Linked DNA regions of Mus musculus: regions 1 and 3 are each linked to region 2. A link is a contact called in public HiChIP or PLAC-seq data. All regions are on one chromosome and are shown on one strand. The core of a region is the stretch at or near the end of the contact, and the rest is flanking DNA. Distances in the headings are between cores, read along the strand shown. Region 1 has its middle 30 kb from the start of Trak1. Region 2 holds the start of Ulk4 (unc-51-like kinase 4). Region 3 has its middle 36 kb from the start of Gm34655.

Evidence for each region. HiChIP or PLAC-seq counts read pairs in DNA pulled down with a chosen protein or histone mark.
Region 1: an H3K27ac HiChIP or PLAC-seq map of embryonic stem cells shows a contact between it and region 2, with 14 read pairs. The contact joins the enhancer-like site here to the promoter of Ulk4 in region 2. A contact is called at or near these places in 2 of 15 datasets of contacts at CTCF or cohesin (CD8 T cells and large pre-B cells), 6 of 484 Hi-C or Micro-C datasets (the G1E-ER4 cell line, bone marrow-derived macrophages, liver and 3 more), 27 of 115 datasets of contacts at active chromatin or transcription factors (the HPC-7 cell line, the SCID.adh cell line, bone marrow-derived macrophages and 18 more) and 2 of 9 other capture datasets (adipose tissue and liver).
Region 3: a contact with region 2 is called in an H3K27ac HiChIP or PLAC-seq map of embryonic stem cells, with 12 read pairs. The contact joins the enhancer-like site here to the promoter of Ulk4 in region 2. A contact is called at or near these places in 1 of 15 datasets of contacts at CTCF or cohesin (the NIH/3T3 cell line), 11 of 484 Hi-C or Micro-C datasets (the C2C12 cell line, the HL-1 cell line, liver and 6 more), 16 of 115 datasets of contacts at active chromatin or transcription factors (the 230-238 cell line, the HPC-7 cell line, the SCID.adh cell line and 10 more) and 2 of 9 other capture datasets (adipose tissue and liver).

The regions. Positions count from the first base shown.
Region 1 is chr9:121,335,198-121,339,160 of GRCm38.p6, forward strand. It overlaps a transcript of Trak1 not described here. Among named protein-coding and RNA genes, the nearest start is that of Trak1, 30 kb to the right of the region's middle. Within about 2 kb of position 2,679, at least 106 of the 459 cell types and tissues checked have an H3K27ac peak or open chromatin away from gene starts, as enhancers often do. A contact at or near this core is called in the SCID.adh cell line, embryonic fibroblasts, embryonic stem cells and 5 more, where this site is marked.
Region 2 is chr9:121,274,753-121,278,432 of GRCm38.p6, forward strand. Ulk4 (unc-51-like kinase 4) reads right to left here and starts at 2,420. Exons shown (of 37, transcript NM_177589.3): 1 at 2,308-2,420. Gm34655 (a long non-coding RNA gene) reads left to right here and starts at 2,995. Exons shown (of 2, transcript XR_003948091.1): 1 at 2,995-3,214.
Region 3 is chr9:121,312,343-121,316,018 of GRCm38.p6, forward strand. It overlaps a transcript of Trak1 not described here. Among named protein-coding and RNA genes, the nearest start is that of Gm34655, 36 kb to the left of the region's middle. RefSeq lists an enhancer at 1-2,605. Within about 2 kb of position 1,954, at least 370 of the 459 cell types and tissues checked have an H3K27ac peak or open chromatin away from gene starts, as enhancers often do. A contact at or near this core is called in the 230-238 cell line, the C2C12 cell line, the HL-1 cell line and 21 more, where this site is marked.

The DNA of each region.
Region 1 (3,963 bases), core at 1,429-3,928, 61 kb after region 2:
CTGTGCAATATTCCCCCCCCCCCCCCCCCCCCCGCTCTCCCTCTTTCTTCCCTACCCCCTTCCTCTCCCTCCCCCACCCTCTCTGCCCCTTCCCCCTTCTCTCCCTCCCCCATTCCCCTCTCTCCTGTCTATATTTACATATATATGTATATACACACATTCTCTCTATTTCTCCCTCTCTCCCTCTTTCTCTCTCCCCGCTCCCTTTCTCTCCTTCCTCCACCCTCTCTGTCCCCCTCCCCCTTTTGTTCCTCCCCCACTCCCCTCTCTATTTATATACATATACATACACACACACACACACACACACACATATTCTCTGTCTGTCTGTCTGTCTGTCTCTCTCTCTCTCACACACACACACACACACACACACACATACACACACACAGAAGAGCTAAGGAAGTTAACTTAGCTGGGTTCATGACAGCTACCGCCCTTTACCTTGTATGACTTGGCCACGTGAGCCCCAGGCCTTAGGCCCCAGGCAACTCTCCCCACCCATCCTAGCTCTGTTTTGCCAAAGGCTTTCCCTGGCCTTGCTGCATTGGTCTTTGTGAAAGCCAGGGTGTGTGTCTTTACTTATTGTTTCCTTTGACAATGCATTGGGGAAGGCAGCCGGCCCTGGGGATCCTGTCTGTCTCACCTTCTACTAAGAAGGCCTTGGCCTTGGGGCTGTGCCAAGGTCAAGGGTTCATGAGCTGGACGATCCTTTAGAGGAGGACACCCTCGGCCGCTGCTGTTTCGAGAAAGGATGAAAGGTGTAGGTTGACCTGAGAAATGGGAGCACAAAAGACGAGGGGTCTGGGCGCTTCATTCTGCTTTCAGAACACAGCCCATGTGGCTGTCCAAGTATGTGTAGCTGAGACTGTTTTCTTATTAAACGTCTCCCCTTTCTAACCCTGTTCTGTGATTACAGCCACCTTGTGCCTTTGCAATATGATACTTAGAGCAGCCCTGGCTTGAGGAGATTGGTATTAGAGCCTCCGGAAGCCACAAGGAACATCAGTGTAGTCCAAGCACACAAGGAGTCAAAGATGTGTAAAAATAATAGCAGACCCCTCTGGGAAGTGGGGTGCATTAGGGGTGTGGTGTCCAACCTGTGTTGGAATTTGGGTGAGGGCTGACTGTTTCAGCCTTCTCTGTGTGGTCCCAGGATCCTCAGCACCACCTCAAGAGACTGTCAGATTCTTGAGTTAGGCATGCAGCTCAGTTGGTAGAGCACCTGCCTGGCACGCATGAGGCCCCGGGTCAACAGTTCCATATAAACCAGATGAGGTATCCTAGTGCCTGTGATCCTGATGTCGGGTTATGGGGTGTCCCACATCCACTCCGCCACAGGGCTCGGGACATGGGTGGAGGTGGGACACAGGAGTTTTGATTGTGCTTACCCCACGCTGGCGCCGGGCGGGTGTCAGGCTATGGGAAGCTTCAGGACACCCCTTTTGGGGGTGGGGGAGCGCAGTCCAGGGGACAGCCGGAGCTGGCTAGGGGATCTCCGGGCCTGTGTGGAGGACTGGGCTGTCTGGTTCTCAGGCTCTTGGATATCCAAGCACCACTGGGAGCCACAGAAGAGCTGAGAACGGAGTGGGGTCCCAGGGGCTGGATCTAGCCTGGAGCTGAAGGGGAAAAGAGGGGAGAACTCCTTGCTAGGTCCTGCGGGGAGGAGAGAGCCCTTGGCTTGTTTGGCTTGGCTTGGTGGGGACGGAGGCTGGGAGCACTGAGAAACCTTCTGTGGGAGATTAGGCAGCCGGCTCTTTAGGCAAAGGCCTGTTCCATTGCTCCCCATGGTGGATCCTGATGAAAAAGAGTGTCCATGGTTTTAAGACATTCATTGTCAATGGTGGAAAGTGGATGACTGAAAACCATACCGTACTTCTCAGGGCGGGCCTGAGGTTAAATACCTTTTGCAGGGAGGAGTGTCTGGGAAGGGGAGTTTATTGGCTCCAGGCCTTTAGGTACCTCACTAAAATGGAGATCTGTCTTGAGGCTGTGTGACCACAAGTCAGTCACATCTTCTACCTGTGGAGGGGCTTGGGGCATTGCCCTTATGTGACTGAAGGACACCAATCTATGGAGGGCTGCGGCCTCATGTTAGGAGCCTAGTGTCCTGGAGTGCGTCCTAGTACCATCCCTACAGGGTCACCGGGATTTCAAGCCTGTGCTCGACCAGGAACCAGGCTGCCTTTCACGGACCAACAACATCCTGGCACTTGGGAGGTAGAGGCAAGAGGGCCAGAAGTTCAAGGTTACTTAGGGGTTTGAGACCAGCTTGAGCTACACGAGAAACTGTCAAAAACTAACACAAAGGAGTGTTTTGCCTTCACTCAAACTTCCTTGACCTGGGTAGGACTCAGCATCTGTGTTTTATAAGCCTCCTAGGGTGGTGTGTGTGTGTGTGTGTGTGTGTGTGTGTGTATGTGTATGTGTGTCCAGTGCTTACTTCCTGGCTTCCATGGACTTGAAGGTGGGTGCAGGGTGGAGCTTCTAGGGTAGGTGGGTTCTACTCAAGTCTGGAAGGAAGGTGTGGAGAACTCCCCTGAGGCCTCTCCAAGGCCGAGTTGCTCTTTCACAGTTGGCTCTGAGCCTGCAGATTCTTTCCTCCAAACAATGCCTGCTTCTCTGCATTCTTGTTCCCCGAGGCTGTGCTCAAACAATGGGGCTCTTTCTTCTCCATTGGAGTCTGCCCCGTGGGCCTTATGGGTGCTGTCTGCCTGATTTTATCTCATGTTGACTGTTATTATACTGTGATAGCCTGGCTGGGCTTTTCATTGTGGGGATAAAGGGAAACAATCTGTCTACCATCCCTAAGATTCACTCTGAGAGAATGCCAGGCCCAGAATAAGGGATGGGATTGGTGGTGTGGGTAGGATGTGTGTGTGTGTGGGTGTGTGGGTGTGTGTGGGTGTGTGTGTGTGTGTGTCCGTCCTGGAGCACACTGAAGTGGTGTGCTGCTATAGCAGTGATGGCAGGTGGCGTTTGCTCTGTACCAAGTACTGTGCTAAGCACTTTGGCATGATCGTGGGATAATTTAGTTTTAGTCCACCCTTTGACTAGAGAGTCTCAGTTTGATCCTTTGACTTATCTGGTGTCCCGGCCCAGGAAACTGAGGCAAGAAAGGGCAGGTGCACGCTGGATAGCAAGCAACTTCTATTTTATTCTAGCATCATGGGTAGCCATGGGTTATTGAGGAATAACCTGGCCCCTGTGTAGTTTGGATATAGGTTGATGTGCACGGGGTTGGGGTGGGGGTGTGTGGAGAGGTGGGGATGGGATATTTAAAGGTGTGGCCTATGGAATGTGTGAAAAGAACCCAGAGCAGCATTGTGGGACCCTTGAGCATTTTGGGTAGCCACAACATGTCCAATCTGGGACATAGAGCCTTGAGAACTGTGGCCCACAGGGAGCTTGTTTCTTTATAAGCTGCCCAGCCTCGAGTGTTTCATTGTGGTAACCAAATATGGACTAGTACCTCAGGCCACCTGCTGCCCGAGCCTGGGATTTCACAGACCTCACCTGCTTCCTGGCAGAAGAAATGTTCCACAGAAAAGTTGATCCCTAATTCATATGTGCACACGTGTGTGTAGAGACCATGTGTGCACATGTGTGTAGAGACCAGATCTCACCCTCAGCTGTTGTTCCTTGGTCCCTCTCTATCTTGTTTTGCAGAGAAGATCTCTCATTGGTCCAGAGCTCATCAAGCAGGCTGGACTGAGCTTCAGGGACTCACCATTCCTGGGCTCTCTCACCATGTGTGCCATGGTGTCTGGCTTTTTACATGGGCACTGGGGATTGAATTCAGGACCTTGCAAAGTGAGCCCTTTGCCAGCTGAGCTTCTCCAGCCTCCTTAGTATTTGTTTTTGTTTTTGTTTTTGTTTTTGTTTTTCTTTTTTTTTTTTTTTTGGGGTTTTTCGAGACAGGGTTTCTCTGTATAGCCCTGGCTGTCCTGGAACTCACTTTGT
Region 2 (3,680 bases), core at 1,170-3,669:
TGAAACTAGCCAGCACACGCATGGATCCTAATTTTTCACCCTGTACAAAAAGTGTGAAAATTTTTAACCCCAAACAAATCAAAGACCTGAAGCAGCAACTCCAGGAATGTTCAGGGAGAGCATTCTAAGTTACAGGCAGAAGCAGTAATGTCCGGAAAGAACTCAGGGTATAACCATGTGAACTAACAAATGACATCAGCTGAAACCCTTCCTCACAGCAAAGGAACCAGTCAGAGTGAAGGCAGCTCACAGAATAGAAGGACGGTCCTTGCTATCAATGCATCTCATAGAAGATTAATGTCTAACACACACACACACACACACACACACACACGCTCAAAAGGGCACCAAGAATATAAACTACCAGCGAACAAATGAGAAAAGGAAAAGAACAGATAGTTCTCAAAAGCAGAAAGACAGACAGCTTATAAATGAGTGAGAATATGTTCCTACCATCAGCCATCAGGGAAATGCAAACTCAAAACACGGGTACTCATCCCAGTCTGAACAGCTGCCATCAAGGAAGCACTGGTGAGGACATGTGCAAAGAAGGAGACTTGTGCAGAGAAGGTAGTATAAGCTTGTGCAGAGAAGGTAGTGTAAGAAACATTCTGGTCCATCAGTGGTGGCGCACACCTGTAATCCCAGCACTCAGGAGGCAGAGGCAGACAAATCTCTGCATTCGAAGCCAACCTGATCTATGGAGTGAGTTTTGGAACATCCAGGGCTAAACTGAGAAATCTTGGCTCAACAAACAAACAAACAAACAAACAGAAGGAGGAGTAGGAGGACAAAAGAAAAGAAGGAGAAGGGAGGGAGGGAGGGAGGGAGGGAGGGAAGGAGGGAGGGAGGGAGGGAGGGAGGAGAAAGGAGGAAGTTCTGGTTTATAAACTGCACCTAGAAGTGGGCAAAGAGTCACAGATAGGCAGACAAAGGCCAGGCTCTTGTGTTTTACAGTAAACCATAGGACATCAACATGGAGCATTCTCAAAAGTCAAATAGAATCGCCTACATGTCCAGTCATGCTACTCCTGTGTTCACAGACACACACACACACACACACACACACACACACACATGCACATACATGCACATGAACATCCAAAGGCAGCTCAGGCAGCATACACAGGGATACTTGGCATCTCTCAGAGCGCCACTCAGCTGTCAGGAAGAGTGGAATTACATCATTTTCAGGAAGATGAATTGAGTCAAAGTCATTGCGGTGATGCTATGAGGTAAGCCAGAGCCAGGCAGACAAACACTACATTATCTCTCTCTGGCAAAATTGAGTGGGAATATACAAAATAGTATATAACCTAGATTTAAACATATATCATATATGAGGAACGGGAGTAAACAGAGGACTACAGGGAAGAAAAATGAGCCTAAAGGGAGGAGAGGCAGGAACAAAGGGTCACGGGAGGCAGTAACGACACAACACCATGTTTCCTCTCATGCAAAATCAAGACATAAAAGTAGGTCCTGTGAAGCCACAAGACAACTATGAGAGGATGAGAAAGAGGACAAGCAGGAGGGGGTAAGAAGAGCAGAGGAAGATAGTGAGGGGCAGACATAAGGAAAACACAAAGACAGACATATAGGAAAATGTCGTAGTGAAGCCCTGAAACTGTATGATAGCTTAAGATGTCATTGTTACAAAAGAACATGGGGCTGAGAAGACGGTTCACCTGGTTAAGTGTTTACTCTGCAAGCCTGAGGACTTGAGTTCAAATACTCAACACACACATAGAAACCCAGTAATCCCAGCTTTGAAGGGCCTACACGGGAGAACCCCAGGAGCTCACTGGCAGGCTAGTCTAGTCTCAACAACCAGCCTCGGGCAGGGGAAAAAGACCTTGTCTCTAGGCAAAAGGCAGACAGGCCAGAGGAAGACACTCAACACCCTTCTCTGCCTGCACACACAGGAGCATCCACCAGTACACTCACATGCATGCGCGCACACTCTCTCACATGTGCAAGAAACCTTGTCAAAACTATCAGTGGACAGAGAGATGGCTCAGCCATTAAGAATACATACTGCTCTTGCAGAGGATCTGAGTTCTGTTCCCAGCACCCACTCCGGGTGGCTCACAACTACCTGTAACTCCAGCTCGAGGAAATCCAACACCATCTTCTGGCTTCCGCAAACACTCAACATGTGCACACGCACGTAAATAAACTTTTTTTTTTTTTTTTTTAAATAAGACTTTAGATAAGTTGCTGTCCTGGGGGAAGTGGTCGCGCCTCTGAGGAGGATGAAGCGGGTCAGAGATGTAACCAGGAATGGAGCCGCAGCTGCCCACCCACCTGCACGATGGTGGGGGACCCGAGTTGCACGCGCTCTGCCTTGCCACGGCGAGGCCACAGCTTGGACAGAGGAAACCGAGGCACCCGAAGACCTGGCCAACTCCCCTGGACGCGTGGGTGAGCCCTCTGCGTCACCATGACAACCTGCGAGACGCGGGGGGGAAAAAGAGCGGGACTTTGATTGGCTGATCGCTACCCAGAAGAACCCGGAAGTGAGCGAGTTTGCGCGCCCATCCAGCGACACTAAGGACCCCACGCCACTTCGAACATGATCTCGCTGGCCTAAGGGGACACTGGAAACTGGAAAGAGACCGGAATCGTGGGCAGTTCTCAGGTTTGCCCGGCGAGCATCCCTCGGTATTTGAAAGCCGCCATCCCATCTCCATGGCAACACAAGGACGGCCGGAAAAGACCCGGATGCTGCCTGGTTGAGCGCTTCCGGCGCTGTGGGCTGGGGCCGGAAATGAGAATCTTTGAGTACACCTAAGTGGCCTTGGGCACTCTAAAGCCAGTGCATCCTTTCTAGAAAGAGGTGGGAGAGATGGCGAGACTCACACAGCCCCACTGCAGGCCCTGCTTGGCGTTTACACGCCCCCTCGTCTCCATGACAGCAATAGGACGCCGGCGATGCAGGGCGCTGATTGGCTGAGATTAGGAGGCATGGACCGGAAGTGGCCGGAGATTGGCGTGGCTAGAGCCAGTCCCCTCCCCATCTGCGCGCCGATGCCTCTGAGCCTCCTCAGGAAACTTCTCGGTCTGGAGCCCGTTGGTCACTGCAGGCTCAGCGGACCGAGGTTAGGACGGATCGGCCTCTCTAGTCAGAGCGTGCAGTGGTGATCAGATCCCACCGGGAAGGCAGCATAATCGCGTGGTCCCAGCCTTCAAGCTGCCTGCGCCGCACATCTTGGTGGGTGGGACTTAAAGTCTTTCACGTCTGCCTGGTCCCAGAGCGTCACAGCTTTAGCTGTTTTGCTGTGTTTCCTTCTTAAACAGGGTTTCACGCTGTAGCCCAGGTTGGCCTCCAACTGGAGTCCTCCAACTTCCATTCTGATGTGAGAGCAGGCTGACAGTATCTATGGAAGGAAGAAAGCCCAACTCAGTTGACCAGAATCGGGCTAGAGATGGGGCTAAAGTTCCTTTTCTAGGTGGGGTGTGGCGGTGGGGAGATAGGACCCTACGTTTCTTGTTTTGTTTTGTTTTTTCGAGACAGCGTTTCTCTGTGTAGCCATGGCTGTCCTGGAACTCACTTTGTAGACCAGCCTGGCCTCGAACTCAGAAATCCGCCTGCCTCTGCCTCCCAAGTGCTGGGATTAAAGGCGTGCGCCACCACTGCCCGGCGGACCCCAAGTTTCTAAGGATAAACCAAGGTATAA
Region 3 (3,676 bases), core at 704-3,203, 37 kb after region 2:
AAATATGAGCTTGTCAAGACTTGTGTAACTCATGTATGACTTAAACGAAGACGGCAGCACCACCAGGTCTTGGTGTAGAGTGCTGTTTGATGGTTAATCATTACCCACCTTTCAGCTAGCTGTGTAATTGCTATGGGTATAATTACCTGGTAGACAGGGGTGGAATTTGGTAATTTGTTAACCTCAAGACTGCATGCGTGCTATTGTGTGTTACTGAGTGTGGTTTTGCAAAGGGCCTTTTGTCTTTCTCTAGTGAGTGAGAGATGCCCATCTGGCAGTCTGGATCTGTTGCCCCAGAGTCAGCACCTCTTCCGGTTGCCATAGAGACAACCTCAGCACCACTAGGCATCCCCTCCTATGGATTCCTGCTAGGGTTCCCGATCCTGTGCCTAGGTGCAGTTTCTGAAAATGCTGGAAGGTCTTTCAAAGTGCAGGGTGGTGGGGTCAGTTTCCAGAGCAGATACTAGTCAGGGTGAAACCTCCCAGGCTTATACCCTCATTGGTCTGTTCACCGCTCTGCCCCCTTCCCAGGTCTGGAGGGCTTACACTCTAGCAGTATTCCTGGTCTATGGGAAATGAGCTCTGGGCTGGCCAGACCCAGTCACAGGGGCTCCTGGAGGGGCTGTTCACTATGCCACAGGACTTTCTGCCCTTTCCTAATCAGTTAGGAATTGCCTCCTTCCCTCTGTCCTTTCTTTGTTCTTTAAGTTGTGTGTACATACTCTTGAGTGTGTGTGTGTCTGTCTGTGGCAGTTAGGGGCTGATGTCTAGGCAGATTAACTTTAACTGGCAGAAAAAAACAAGCCTGTATCAATGCCTTTCTCAGTCTCTACCTCATTCATTTATTCATTCATTAATTCACTCACTCATGTGCATGTGTGCTCATCACGGGGGCCCTTGCCTTTTATCATGTGGGTCCCAGGAATCAAACTCAGGTCATCAGGCTGGGCAAATGCCTTTACTGGCTGAGCTATCTCAAGGGGTTTCTGCTTTATTTTTTGAGACAGGGTCTTTCATTAGACCTGGGATATCCTGTTGTGCTTTATAAAAGGAAAAGAAGGCAGGGATATGTTTGGTGGAGTCGTGGTATAATGTGGGGGAAGGGGGTGCCTCTGAGGGCCCATGCTGAGGCATTACTTTCTTGCTCCTCCCCCCAGTCCACCTCCCACCCCCACTCCTGCCCCAAGGTACCATCCACACTACCGCATAGTTTATGTAGGGCATGGGGAGGGGAGTTGATGGGGTAGTAAAGACAGAGAAAGGTGGGGGGGGAGTAGAGGCCGACCATGAGCGCGTGGAGGGGGGGGGGAGGGAATGGGGTGAGAGGGGGAAGAGCAAGAGGAGAAGAGAGCAAGAGAGTGAGGAGGGGGGCAAGCAAGCAGCCCCTTTTATAGTGAATCAGGCACACCAAGCTGTTGCCAGGCAACTGTGGGGCGGAGCCTAGACAAAATGCCAACACTGTCCCTGTGGGTGCTGGGACTCAGACTCAGGTCATCGTGTTTGTGAAGCACTGTACTCGTTGAGCACTCTCCAGTCTCAGCACTTTCATCCTTACTTGTAGACGTGCACACAGCTATTTGGATATACCATGTGGCTGTTACTTTGAGAAGTTGGCTATTTCAAGGAATTGATCCATTCGCCAGCATATCGTAACCCTCTAGATGGCATCGAGCCCTGAAGCGATGGGCCCACCTTTCTCCCCACACTTGCCTTTCATGCTAAGGCCGTGTCTATTCAGGGGAATTGTTGGGTCTGAGCGTCTCAGCTCAGGAAAGCGGCAGGAGTGGCTTCTGGAAGGAAGAAAGAAGGCCCCGAGGGAAATAAAGACTAAGTGTGGGGGAGGGCTGGACTTTCCCACCTCCCTGGAGGAGGGGCGGCAGAGGAAGGAGGCAGACGTGGTCACGTGGGGGTGAGCTCATTAGTCCTGGGACACCAGCTGCGCTATTCTTAGGGCGGTTTCCAGTCGTGGACAGATGTTCTTAGGCGCGGTTCCAGCCAAGCTCACTTCCCGCAAATGGTATAATACAGGGTGTGGAAAAGTCGGGGTTCACTCTGGTAGATAGTTTGCCCAGGCAACAGTGCCTTTTTTTTTTAACCACAGAGTTTTCCCTTTTCCGTCTTTTTATTTTTCCTGTCTTTCTCTCCGTTACTTTTCTCTGTTTTCTCTTCCCTGTCCTTCTCCACCTCTCCCTCTCTCTCGACCCTATTTTCCAAGTTCTCTTTCTGTCTGTCCTTCTTCCCCATCCCTCCCACTTCCGTGTGAAACTTGGTCGCTGCGGGACACAAAGCCTGTCCGTCCTGATCAACTGTGAACCTCAGCCTTGCTTAGATAGTGTCAGGTGTGCTGGGAGGTCTGGGGGTCACCCTGGGTGAGAGCTGTTAAGTTACAGGAGCCTGGTTTGAATTGCAGGTTGGTATCTTCCTGTCCTCAGAGTGTGGCAGCAGGCTGAGAAGTAAGCCTGGGGCAGAGGGGACAAGCTTGTGTGACATTAGCCAGCTGGTCATATTTTCTGCTGCTGTCCTGGGTCCAATCACAGCCTCCACAGGACAGACTCGCTGTTACACTGTTCTCACTGTCGGAGGCTTTGAGGCAACATATCCCGGGCGTGGCCTCTCCGTGGACGCTCCCTAACATTTATTTCAAAGTGCAGGAGTCTTGATCGGTTTAAGTTTGTAACTGTAGCAGAACTTCCTGATTATACACACAACATAAGGAAGTGGTCTGTGTACAAATGAGGGGCGTTTCTGACTAATTGTGGTCACAGCTGCCCGAAGACAATTTTAAAGGAGAATTTCAAAGACAAGTCAGTATATCTGCTTAGAAAAATACTTATGGATTTAAAATTATTGTTGAATTGTTAAAATAAAAATCAAAGATTTGGGGTTAGGAGGAAGCCCCAGACCTGACTATGTGGTGAGATGAACAAATACTGAGCCCAGCAACTGAATTCTGTGGTCCGTTCCTTTTCATTTGGGGACCGAGTCTTTGCCTTTCCTAACTTTCCTGTGTCTGGATCATAGATTATAAGGCTTCTGCTTGAAGTTGCTCCTCCTCTTCTTAACATCCGTGAGCTGGACCAGAGAAATGGCTCAACAATTCAGAGCACTGGCTGCTCCCCCATAGGACCTACAACACATACACGTCACACACACGCATACCACCCACACTCACACATATGATTATATGCATATCACATATACATACCACACATAAATACACATTACACACACACTCATACCACATACATTCACACACAGATCCCACACATACACATCATACACACACACACACACACACACACACACACACACACTAATATACATTCCACACACATTGCCCACACATCACATATACATACGTGGGTGCACACACATGTGTGTTGGAGCTAGGGGATTCCTGGCAGAATGGAGAGGGGTCCAGGCTGGTGTAAAGTGGTTTAACTGTGAGTTGCTGAGTGTCAAGGACAGAGCTACTCAGCATCTAGGGAGAAGAGAGTAGTGGGCAGGTGACACAGGTGTCTTTGGGAAGGGTAGGAGTAAGCAGAGACTGAATAATGGAAGTGGATCATGGGAACTGTGCAGGGAGAGGTTCCCAGAGCCAGCAAATAGTAAGTGGCAGGACTAGGCAGGGCCATTGTGACTGGCTGAGGCCTGGAGTCCCTAGGGAGGTGATATG